Linked DNA regions of Mus musculus: region 1 is linked to region 2. The links are chromatin contacts, called in public HiChIP or PLAC-seq maps. All regions are on one chromosome and are shown on one strand. The core of a region is the stretch at or near the end of the contact, and the rest is flanking DNA. Distances in the headings are between cores, read along the strand shown. Region 1 holds the start of 1700065J11Rik (RIKEN cDNA 1700065J11 gene). Region 2 holds the start of Akr1b10 (aldo-keto reductase family 1, member B10 (aldose reductase)).

What was found. HiChIP or PLAC-seq counts read pairs in DNA pulled down with a chosen protein or histone mark.
Region 1: a FOXA1 HiChIP or PLAC-seq map of pancreatic cancer cells shows a contact between it and region 2. The contact joins the promoter of 1700065J11Rik here to the promoter of Akr1b10 in region 2. A contact is called at or near these places in 2 of 115 datasets of contacts at active chromatin or transcription factors (bone marrow-derived macrophages and pancreatic cancer cells) and 1 of 9 other capture datasets (liver).

Annotation. Positions count from the first base shown.
Region 1 is chr6:35,326,570-35,332,117 of GRCm38.p6, reverse strand. 1700065J11Rik (RIKEN cDNA 1700065J11 gene) reads right to left here and starts at 1,272. Exons shown (of 3, transcript NR_040526.1): 1 at 1,236-1,272.
Region 2 is chr6:34,381,126-34,386,516 of GRCm38.p6, reverse strand. It overlaps Akr1b10 (aldo-keto reductase family 1, member B10 (aldose reductase)), which reads right to left and starts at 2,270. Exons shown (of 10, transcript NM_172398.3): 1 at 2,110-2,270. The coding sequence starts at 2,175.

The sequences.
Region 1 (5,548 bases), core at 23-2,522, 950 kb before region 2:
TTCATCTCTCTGCTTCTTGATTGTCAGTGCCTGTGACCAGCCACACCCCCTGCCATCATGCCTTCCTGGCCATAATAAACCAAACCAAGACCTTCCTTCTTTAAGTTGCTTCTTGTTGGGTATTTGGTCACAGCTGGGGAAAAAATACCTAATATATCTCCTAAGGTGAGGTCGGCAGACTGCAATCAAAACACCTTGTACAGGATGCTGGAGGCACCAGTTCTGCCCCAGTCCCTCTGGGCTCACCCTTGATCTTTCTCCTCCTCCACTCCTCTCCTGTGGAAGCTAGTCCCTGCTCTCTACTGATCTCTCTTTTGTGGGCTCAGGAGAAAAGAATAGAGAACAAAGAGATGTCGAGGAGGCTGCTAAAGAGCTTTTGCTCAAGGCACTCAGGTCCCTGTATCCTGCTTTAGAAACTATTTTCCCCTAAACATCACCCCACACATGTCTTCTGGGGACCACAGTCCATCCAGTGCACCTCTGGATTCAAGGTGGCATGCCACCCACCTGGCTTTACTAAGGTCTGGGAGGAAATGGTTCCCTGGGATGCTAAGGAGCTGGTGGAAGCCCCTGAACTCAAGGCTCCCAGCCCAATAGCAGGCAGAGCTAGTCCTGGTCTGGAACTGTCCTTTCCCTAGGCTGGGCTCATCCTCAGCACATAAAAGCCACAACATTGTGTAAACAGCCAGACAGTGCCATCCCACATCAGCCCATACCTGCCAGGGCTCTCAAGTGTTTTTCTGACCTCTCCCGACCCCCGCCCACCTCTTGTTCTTACTGGAAAAATTCCTCCCCAGAGTTTCCAAATTCAAAAGGGAGAAAAGGAAGATTCCCTTCCATTTTGATTGTGGATGAAAATAAATCCATTGTAAGTTTCTTACCCCAAATCAGATTCGCTAACGAACTGGTCCAGGGCTGTTAAGGACAAATGTGAATGTTTTCAGAGGTGTTTTTGGAAAATCACGGACAGTGGCCAGGAGACGAACCTGCTGAGCTGTGGTTATTGGCATCGTGATTCAAAGCAGGAAATTCCTTACATAACTCACCCTCTCCCAAGCCTGCTGGGAGCAGGAGAGTCCAACTCCTCCCTGGGCTCCCTTCTGTTCCCAGACTGCTACCCACTGGGCCTGAACATGGCTGACCATCTACTTACTAAGCCAGAGCAAATGTGCATGCCTATCCTTCAAATCCCTTCAAGGCCAGACTCTAGGGGAGAAGATAAGGAAAATACTAACCACTCCCTCCATAAGGCTCCACGTCTTCTCCTTCTATGCAATGTAACCAGTGAGCAAATAAGATACCCTCTCCAGGCAACATTCCATTCTAGAATATTCCTTCTGGTACCATACCAACCCCCACCTTCCACTTCTCTAACCTCTAAGGATCTAAGACAGACAGACAGACACGCAGACAGACAGATGGACACACACACACAGAATCTATCAGTCTGGGTAGGCTAATTACTACAACAAGCACCTCAGTGAACGAACACAATGACAGTTTCACATTTGCTCACATTTAATAGCTGCTCATCTAAGCTGAGCCATGACTACACAGGGGACTTTCATTTGCTTTCTAAGCTATATTTTCTGCTTTCTAAGTCACAGTTCTTTAAGGAACCGTAGCTTGCACATTTTTTATGGAAGCAAGAGTTCTCCTCGGTTCTTCTTTACAGTTTGGAGTATAAGGAACAGATCCCAAAGTGCACTGTGTGAACCCCACAAAGTTGGCAGAGATCCGGTCCGTCATGTTCAGTCAGTGCCGCCATTAGCGGGCCTAACCCTTTCTCCACTGACACGCTGCTCTGGCAAGCAGAGCTTCCGGCCTCACAGACACATGGAAGCTGAATTGCCCAAAGGATTCTTGCGCCTGGCAGAGAATACTCTGCGCACATGGACATTGCAGGAGGACATTCTGGCCTGGCCTGGCCTGACACAAGACTACACGTATCACTGAGTCACTGATGATGGCAGTCCTAGCGGGATGAATGGATGCGTCGTCTGCCTTGGAGGCCAGCACTCTGTGACTCCATCTGTGCTTCTGTTGTCAAACCAAATTACCTCACTTATGGATTTAAAATAGAATCCAGACCAAAGGTGCTGGCTGTGTAGACAGGGAGGGAGGATTCAGTAGACGCGATTCTGGGTACCAAGCCAGAAGAGAAGGCTGGAAGCTGACACAGGCATTCCCACTGTTCAAAACCTGTGGCTTCTTTCTACATTCCTTTGCTCATTCATTCAACACTTTACCTACAGACTGAATGGGTCTATTCCCTTGGGCATGTCTGACTCCCGTGGACCATGTCACCAAACCCGCTTGCCTTTTGGCTGCCATTTAGGTCAGGGTATCAGGAGGCAAGAGGTATAAACAGGAAGTTGAAAGGAGAGAGTCTGAAGAGTAACAGCAGGAAAATCGCAAAACATGAGGTTGCCCAGCTTTAGAGCCAATCAGAGCTGAGGTTGCCCAGCTTTAGAGCCAATCAGAGCTGAGGTTGCCCAGCTTTAGAGCCAATCAGAGCTGAGGTTGCCCAGCTTTAGAGCCAATCAGAGCTGAGGTTGCCCAGCTTTAGACCAATCAGAGCTGAGGTTGCCCAGCTTTAGAGCCAATCAGAGCTGAGGTTGCCCAGCTTTAGAGCCAATCAGAGCTGAGGTTGCCCAGCTTTAGAGCCAATCAGCAAACATCCAAGGAAGCCCTATTCTCTCAAGGTCCTTTGGACAATCCTTTAGATTTATAAAATAAGTTCTATGAGCAAGCATGACACCAGAAGCCGGCTAGTATCAGAGCCAGGAGAACTAACTTCATAAGATGCAATCGTGTGCTGGGTCAGCTCCTACCATGCAGGATGCCCAAGAGCCCATTGTTAGAATTTCAGAAACTTGAAAGCTGCTTTCTAAACCACTTAGTAGCTTCAGGTCAGCCTTAGTGGGAGTATGTTCATCAGAGAAATTGGCAGGCAAACTAGGTTTTCTCCCCAGTCCCTGAGAACGGATTAACCAACCCTCTATTTAAGGGTTCTAGAAACAGAAGGCTGTGAGGCCGGTTAGAGGAGTCATTTTGCATGCATAATCTCATAGGCTCAGGCTGAAGCCCCAGGTCTCCTAACAGAGTGACCTTCGGTAGATTTTTTTGACCCCTCTGAGCCTGTTTCTTATTGTGTCTATAGTGTCTATGCGCTGAATACAGAGTCTGTAGCAGGTATTGGTCTCAGCTCTTACACATATTAATTCCATTCCTAATAGCATTCTTCAGAAAGGAAACTACCTGTCTCCTCGTTCTGCAGAGAGGGAAATGGAGGCAAAGGTTGGGTGGAGGAACCACACTAAGACTTCACAGCTAGTAGCTGTCAGAATAACAAGAGCAGGCAGCCTGCCCCTGAGCTTTGCCTGGCTTCCAGCCCTGCACTGCCTGATCCGGTGGTCACTGGCCACCCCACACTACAGAGAGCTTCATCTTGGTTGACTGATATTGAGGATACAATCACATGTCGCAGACTGCACACAGCCTGGTTTCTGCTCTACTGCAGCCAGGCTTCCCTTAAAGTCTTGCCATCATCCTTTAGGAGGTGTTAAACTTACAAGAGGGTTTGGCTTGAGTTTCTAATTCAACAAAGAAAAATAATAAACTGTTTATTATTTGGAACCGAAAGGTTCCTGAAACTGATATCTGAAACAGCGATGTGTCTGAAGACAGCAGCACAGCCAGGTAGAACTCAATTAGCAAGCAGATTGCTCTTTGAGCCACCTGCACTGTGTGGGAAATGTGGTCTCCTTTGAATGGGGAGTAGCCGTGGTCCTCGCTTGTGCATTGTCTATAAGATGTTTATACGTGTACAAAAGTTTTGTCGTGATCTGAGACTGGAGGCCTTTACTTTTAAACTTTAATTTCAATTTTCTAAACAAGTAGTAACACAATGGGGCCACTTCCTGCTTACAGTGAGTGTTAGAAGCTTCGATTTGTGTGCATTGCGTGTGTGGTTTCTCAGACCCGGAATATTCAGGGGTGAAGAGGGGTGGCAAGAACTACGCATGAGCCGTGAAAATAGTCATTAATGGAATTAGTCTTTCACCCCTGCCTCTTAGGACTTTTATCAACCATTAAATGCAACAACTCCCAAAAGAAGAAAGTGTGATATGAGACACATTTAAGACGTCAAAGACTTTTGTATGGTGTGTGTGTGTGTGTGTGTGTGTGTGTGTGTGTGTGTGTGTGTGTGATATGTCTTGTTAGCACTTACTGATTGTAGAAATGATATTTCGAATATGGTAAATTAAGTACAATGAGATGTAACTACACCTGTTTCTTTTATTTTAAGGGGGTTTCTAGAATTTGTAACCACATACGTCTGCAGGGAGCACTGCTCCATACTGACCTCCTCATTGTAAACTTTGACCAGTTAACACAGGTGATGAGTCTAACACTAAACCTGAAACATGCTAAACACCCGAGGGCCATTATCTATATTAGTGACATCAGTGGCTTTCTCTGATTAGCAGGGAGCTCCAATGGAAGTATAAGGGACCGCATGGTGTCCACTCTGGTAGTCCACTTATCCTGACCACTGTCTCCACAGGCTAGAAAGCCGTAACAGTAAGAGATTCTTCAAAGTTCTCCAAGCTTTCATAGTCTCCTCTAGAGGTAAGGGAAGGGGGCACATAATTAGAGACATAGCATGCCTACAACTGTGCTTCTATGTGTGTATGCCTGTACATGTCTGGGGAGCGAGTGAGCATTGCCTGTGCATGCATGTGAGAGCGATGTCAGGTGTCTTCCTTAATCCTGCTCCACCGTACAAACCTGAAATTTAACCAATTCATGTAGCGAGTCCGGTCGGCAGGCCTGGGGATCCTCCTGTCTCTGCCTCCCCAGCTGAGGACTGAGATTACAAACAGATGCTGCTGTGCTGGTTACTTCCTGAGTACTGGGGATCACGCTCACACAGCAAGCTCTTTAACAACTGAGCCGTCTCCCAGTACTTTTTAAATGATGATGGGAAAATACTGCCATTCTGCTAGACATAAAAGGATTTGGTCGCTGATCTGGGCACAGTACAGAGAGGTTCAGTGGCCCCAAGGGTCAGGTTGCAAGCTGCTTGGTCCCCAGTATAATAGGGTGAAAAAGTATATAGAACCCTCTCGATAGAGAGCAGGGCTTGGTGCAAAGTAACTAGCTCATTGGGGCATTGTCCCTGGAAGGGGTTAATGTAGTTCTTTGGGGACCCTGGTTAGTTACCTTGAAAGGTTTTTGCAAACAGAGAAAACCTGACCCCCGAAGGCTTCCTAGATCAGCATGAAATCTCTTCCCTGCAAACATTCCCACTGAGGTGTCTTCTGCCATCAGATCTTAGTCAGAACTGTGCAAGAAGCCAGTGTCATGCTCTTGACCCTCAAGAAGAATATGCTAATTAGACCTCTTCTCTTTAAAAACTCTGTGGAAAGCACCCAATGGATCATGGATGTGAACAGGAGCTCAGCTTCCCAGCCTCCTGCATAGACTCACAAGGTTCCCAAAAGCAATACCTATTCTCCAAGGCCACCTGCCCACTCTGCTC
Region 2 (5,391 bases), core at 1,021-3,520:
GAATGGCTAAGATCAAAAACTCAAGTGACAGCAGATGCTGGCGAGGATGTGGAGAAAGAGGAACACTCCTCCATTACTAGTGGGATTGCAAGCTGGTACAACCACTCTGGAAATCAGTCTGGTGGTTCCTCAGAAAATTGGACATAGTATTACCTGAGGACCCAGCTATACCACTTTGGGGCATATAGCCAGAAGATGTTCCAACATATAACAAGGACACATGCTCCACTATGTTCATAGCAGCCTTATTTATAATAGCCAGAAGCTGGAAAGAACCCAGATGTCATTCAACAGAGAATGTATACAAAAATGTGGTACATTTACACAATGGAGTACTACTCAGCTATAACAATGACTACATGAAATTCTTAAGCAAATGGATACAACTAGAAAATATCATCCTGAATGAGGTAACCTGATCACAAAAGAACACACATGGTATGCACTCACTGATAAGTGGATATTAACCCAAAAGCTTGGAATACCCAAGATACAATTCACAGACCACATGAAGCTCAAGAAGAAGGAAGACCAAAGTATGGATGCTTCAGTACTTCCTAGAAAGGGGAACAAAATACTCACAGGAGGAAATATGGAGGCAAAATGTGGAGCAGAGACTGAAGGAAAGGCCATCCAGAGACTACCCCACCTAGGAATCCATCCCACATACAGACACCAAATCCAGACACTATTGTGGATGCCAATGTGGATCCTAACAGGAGCCTTATATAGCTGTTTCCTGGGAGGCTCTGCCAGAGCTTGACAAATACAGAGGTGGATGCTTGCAGCCAACCATTGGACTGAGCACAGGGTCCCCAGTGGAGGAGTTCGAGAAAGGAGTGAAGGAGCTGAAGGAGTTTGCAACCCCATAGGAAGAACAACAATATCAACCAACCAGACACCCTAGACCTCCCAGGGACTAAACCACCAACCAAAGAGTACACATGGAGAGACTCATGGCTCCAGCCGCATATGTAGCAGAGGATGGCCTTGTCGGGCATCAATGGAAAGAGAAGCCCTTGGTCCTGTGAAAGCTTGATGCCCCAGTGTAGGGGAATTCGAGGGTGGGGAGGTGGGAGTAGGTGGGTAGGTGAGGGAAGAAGCAGGGGGAGGGGGGATGGGATAGGGGGATTCTGGAGGGGGGACCAGGAAAGGGGATAACATTTGAAATTTAAATAAAAAATAAATCTAATTTTTAAAAGATCATAAAACAGCAACAGCTGCGCCATCACTGGGACAAGGAATTGCTTCCAGCCACTCAGAGGCACTGAGGTCCAGGCTGAAAGCCCCGCCCCCCTGCACGCGCACTGCTGGCAGCACGGGCTACTCATCCTGAGCCCAACTCCTTTACAGTCTGCGTCTGCTGTTGAAATTCTGAAAGTTCATCTCTGTGAAGTTTTCCATGTGAGTTGATTCCCTGGAGATCTGCAAGTGATTAGTTATTGTTTTGATGGATGTGTAATTTCTGGCTTGGTCCAAAACCGTTTCACTAAGCATTGAGATGAGCCTCGGAGAAACTTGCCAGGTGAGTTGAACACAGCCAGGGTGGGACCTGAGCTGACTCTCGCTCAGTCTCTCTGCCACCCTGATCCTGCTCGGGCTTTAACATGTGGGAACTAGTGGGGTCTTTGGAAAGTGAACGTGCCTGGGCTGGGGTCTGAGACTGGGCTTTCACAGGCTCCCAGACTACTCTGAAGTAGGTAATGGGGTCCTTCAGCATGGGTAGCAAGGGCAGCTGGGTCATTTGGAGCTCAGCGTTCTCGTTCTAAATAATTCAACCAGAAATAAATACACAGCCAAAACTTGTAAACTGTGAAGTAATTCTGAGGAAAAGCTTGCGACGAGAATAACTGCCTGGAGATGATGGTTTGCTGTACTTTGTAAAAATCCAGGAACAGCTGGGATCCCGACACTTGTTAGGGAAGTTAGACGCCAGCTCTGAGGCCTGAAGCAGCACAAAAACTGAAAGCAACTTGGGTCAAGGCTGTAGAGTTCCAGCCTTACCCGACCCCAACCCCCACCCGGCAGGCAAATGCTATGCAAAGAGGAAGACGTGCCAAGACCTGTCCCCACTTGAAAAAAGCAGCTGCCCAAAAACTGCGCACTCACCTTCCAGGTGCCCAGGCCCACAATGGGCATCTTGGCTCCGGTAAGGAGCGTCACGAAGGCGGCCATGGTTGCTGCAGAAACGGTTCAAAGGGAACAGACGGGAGCCTTTGCCTAAATTAGGAGTCTGGCAACTGGTTCCGTGTCCTTGAGGAGACAGGCTCTTCTTCCTACTGGCTAGCAGCCACAGCCTGGGGGCGGGCACTGGCACAGGAAGTGCATTTCGGTTTTTCGTAGGGTTGACCAGCAGTAAACACTGCAGAATACTAAGTTTCCCTGCTGCAGAGTGCAAGGCTCCCGCAGCAGTGCCCGCACAGGTGTGTGGACAAAAATAACAGGCAGTGAAAGATGAATGCATAAGTTTATTTAAGGAAGGTCATTGCTTCGAGAGTGCACATACTCTAGGGGTCCAACAAGTTTTCAGCTAGGGAAAAAAAATTCAAGGCAAACAAGGAGGCATATAGCAATCATTCTGATATCGATTAGTACTGATAACCCACTACTGTCAGACTAGCCACATCAATTATTTCTGAAACCACTATTTCACTAGCTACAATATTGATAACAAGAGATATCGGTGGGAAATCAATTGACGGATGTCCTTGCAGAATTTTTTTTCAATTTTTATTATTTATTTACATTCCCGTCCCCCCTTTTGTCCCCCCTCCCAAAATTTTTCATCCCATTCCTCCTCCCCCTTGCCTCCGAGAGGGTGCCCCCGCAGACCTCCCCCTCCCCTGGGGCTTCAAGCCTCTCAAGGATTAGGCACATCTTCTCCAACTGAGGCCAGACCAAGCAGACCTCTGCTGTATTTTTGCCAGGGGCCTCCGACCAACCCGTGTATGCTCCTAGTTGGTGGCTCAGTCTCTGGGAGCTCCCTGGAATCCGGATAAACTGAGACTGCTGGTCTTCCTATGGGGTCACTCTTCCCTTCAGCTTCTTCAGTCCTTCCCCTAACTCAACCATAGGGGTCCCAGACCTCAGTCCAACGGTTGGGTGTATCCGCCTCTGTCTCTGTCAGCTGCTGGTAGGGCCTCTCAGAGGACAGTCATACAGGCTCCTGTCTGTAAGGACAACACAGCATCAGCAATAGTATCAGACCTTAGCGCCCTCCCATGAGATGGATCCCAAGTTGGGCCAGTCACTCTTTTTAATGTATGAATTTGAAAAGCAGTAATGTGAGGCTGGACCAAAGAAGAAAGAATCATAATCTCAACTTCCTTAACACAAAAGTAAACACAGAGTAACATTATGTGCGGTTATAGTAGCCTCTGTGTCAGGCGTGGCTGTGTGAGTGTGTAATTTCATCTGTGTTCACACAATTGCTGTAAGATCATGGGAGTAAATTGGTCTAGAAGTAGAGATTACCTATTAGTCATTTCGACATGATCTTTTACTACTAAAATTCTCCTTCTCCTCCTCCCTCCTCACCCCTCCCCCTTGCTCCCCACCCTCCTGTTCTTCCCTCATTCCTACTTCCCCCTCCCCTCCTCCTCCTCCTCCTCCTCCCCCCTCACCTGCTTCCCTCCTCCCCTCCCTTCTTTTCTTTCTTTTTGTTTTCAAAGATTTATTTATTTATTTTATGTATGTGAGTACACTGTACCTGTACAGATGGTTGTGAGCCTTCATGTAGTTGTTTGGAATTTAATTTTTGGGACCTCTACTTGCTCTGGTCAATTCTGCTCTCTCTGGTCAGCCCTGCTCGCTCTGGCCCAAAGATTTATTTATTATTATACATAAGTACACTGTAGCTGTCTTCAGAAATACCAGAAGAGGGTGTCAGATCTCATTACAGGTGGTTGCTGGGATTTGAACTCAGGACCTTTGGGAGAGCAGTCAGTGCTCTTACCCACTGAGCCATCTTTCCAGCCTCTTTTCTTTCAATAATAAAAAAGTTTCTTCATTCTTCTTTGCTTTTCTTTCAGATTTAATGACTTGACCATGCTGCCACTTGCTCCTCTCCACTCCCTCTCAACCCTGCCCCTGGATTCCTTCCAGACTTCATTAGGACATTCTATTAAGTCAGGTTTGGCTTCAGAAAGCAAGTTACTTCAACATAATACTGGATGACAAGTAGGTCCCAATGACAGGGGCTACTTTATGCTTCTCTGCCTCTCTGGCCTTTTCTCTGGCTTCTCACCTCTCAGCTTTCCCAGAGCATCTAGTGAGTAGGGGCTCAGATCATAAGCAAAGCCCTATCTCTTGTTTTCCGTGTCTGTCACGTGCCACTTGCTGCACTCAATGCTAGAATGCAGTCCCTGTCTTCCAGAAGTTTGTGTGGGAGCCAGATTGGGGTGCAGGAGTAAGTTCCAGGAACAGAGGATTGAGAAGGTATGTGTAGAACTTCTGATGTATGTGTGTGTGAGAGAGAGAGTCTACAGAATACATTGCATATATATATATTACAAAGTGTTGGAGTCCAAGATTCGCCTCATAAACCACATGAACACCGATCTCAGTCAGACAGGGATGGTTTATTGGACACATATCCTAAGAATGATCAATTGGGGCTGTAGTTCAGAGTTTGGAGGCTGAGTTACAACTCTGAACATCTTTCTCTGTCAGGTTATAAAGGCTAAAACCACAATGAGCTCATACACAGGTGCAGGAAGTGTTGCCTAGCGGTTGGCTCTGATTCAAGCCATTTTAGACATAACACTTCATATTGACCTTTAATTTGATGGGTCCTATGTAAAGCTTTGTGGAATTTCTTAAGACTAACAAAGCTCAGAACATATAGAACATAACAGGATATGTGATCAGCATGACCTTGCTCTGAGTCAAGTTATTTTTCTGTACCAAAGACTGGCAGGCAAATTACAGCAACAATATGAAATAGCTGACAGGCATGGAACAAAATGGCTGCAGCTATGCTGGGCTTGAGGGCAGGCCTCAACACAAAGGCTCTGGAGAGAGATGAAGAGAAGAGCTGTGTATTTTAAGACAGGAGACTCACACAAGAGTCATCCAGGCCAGAACTGGTTGGCCAGACCAAGTGGCCTGAAAGGCACCCTCATGGATGGCACTTCAGAGATTTACCTTTGTCTAATTTATACGTATCATCCTTAGAGTATTAATGACCTTGTGGAAAGTTACAATGAACAACTAAAACATTCAAGACACAGTCAAGCCTCTAGATTTTAAAAAAAACATCCACACAAAGAAGCCCTGCATCTTCTGCAGATGCCTGTGTTGGGGTTCAGCCAGCATAGAGAAAGTGAATGTGACTGTATTGGCTAGATTTTGTGTGTTAACTTGACACAAGCTGGAGTTATCACAGAGAAA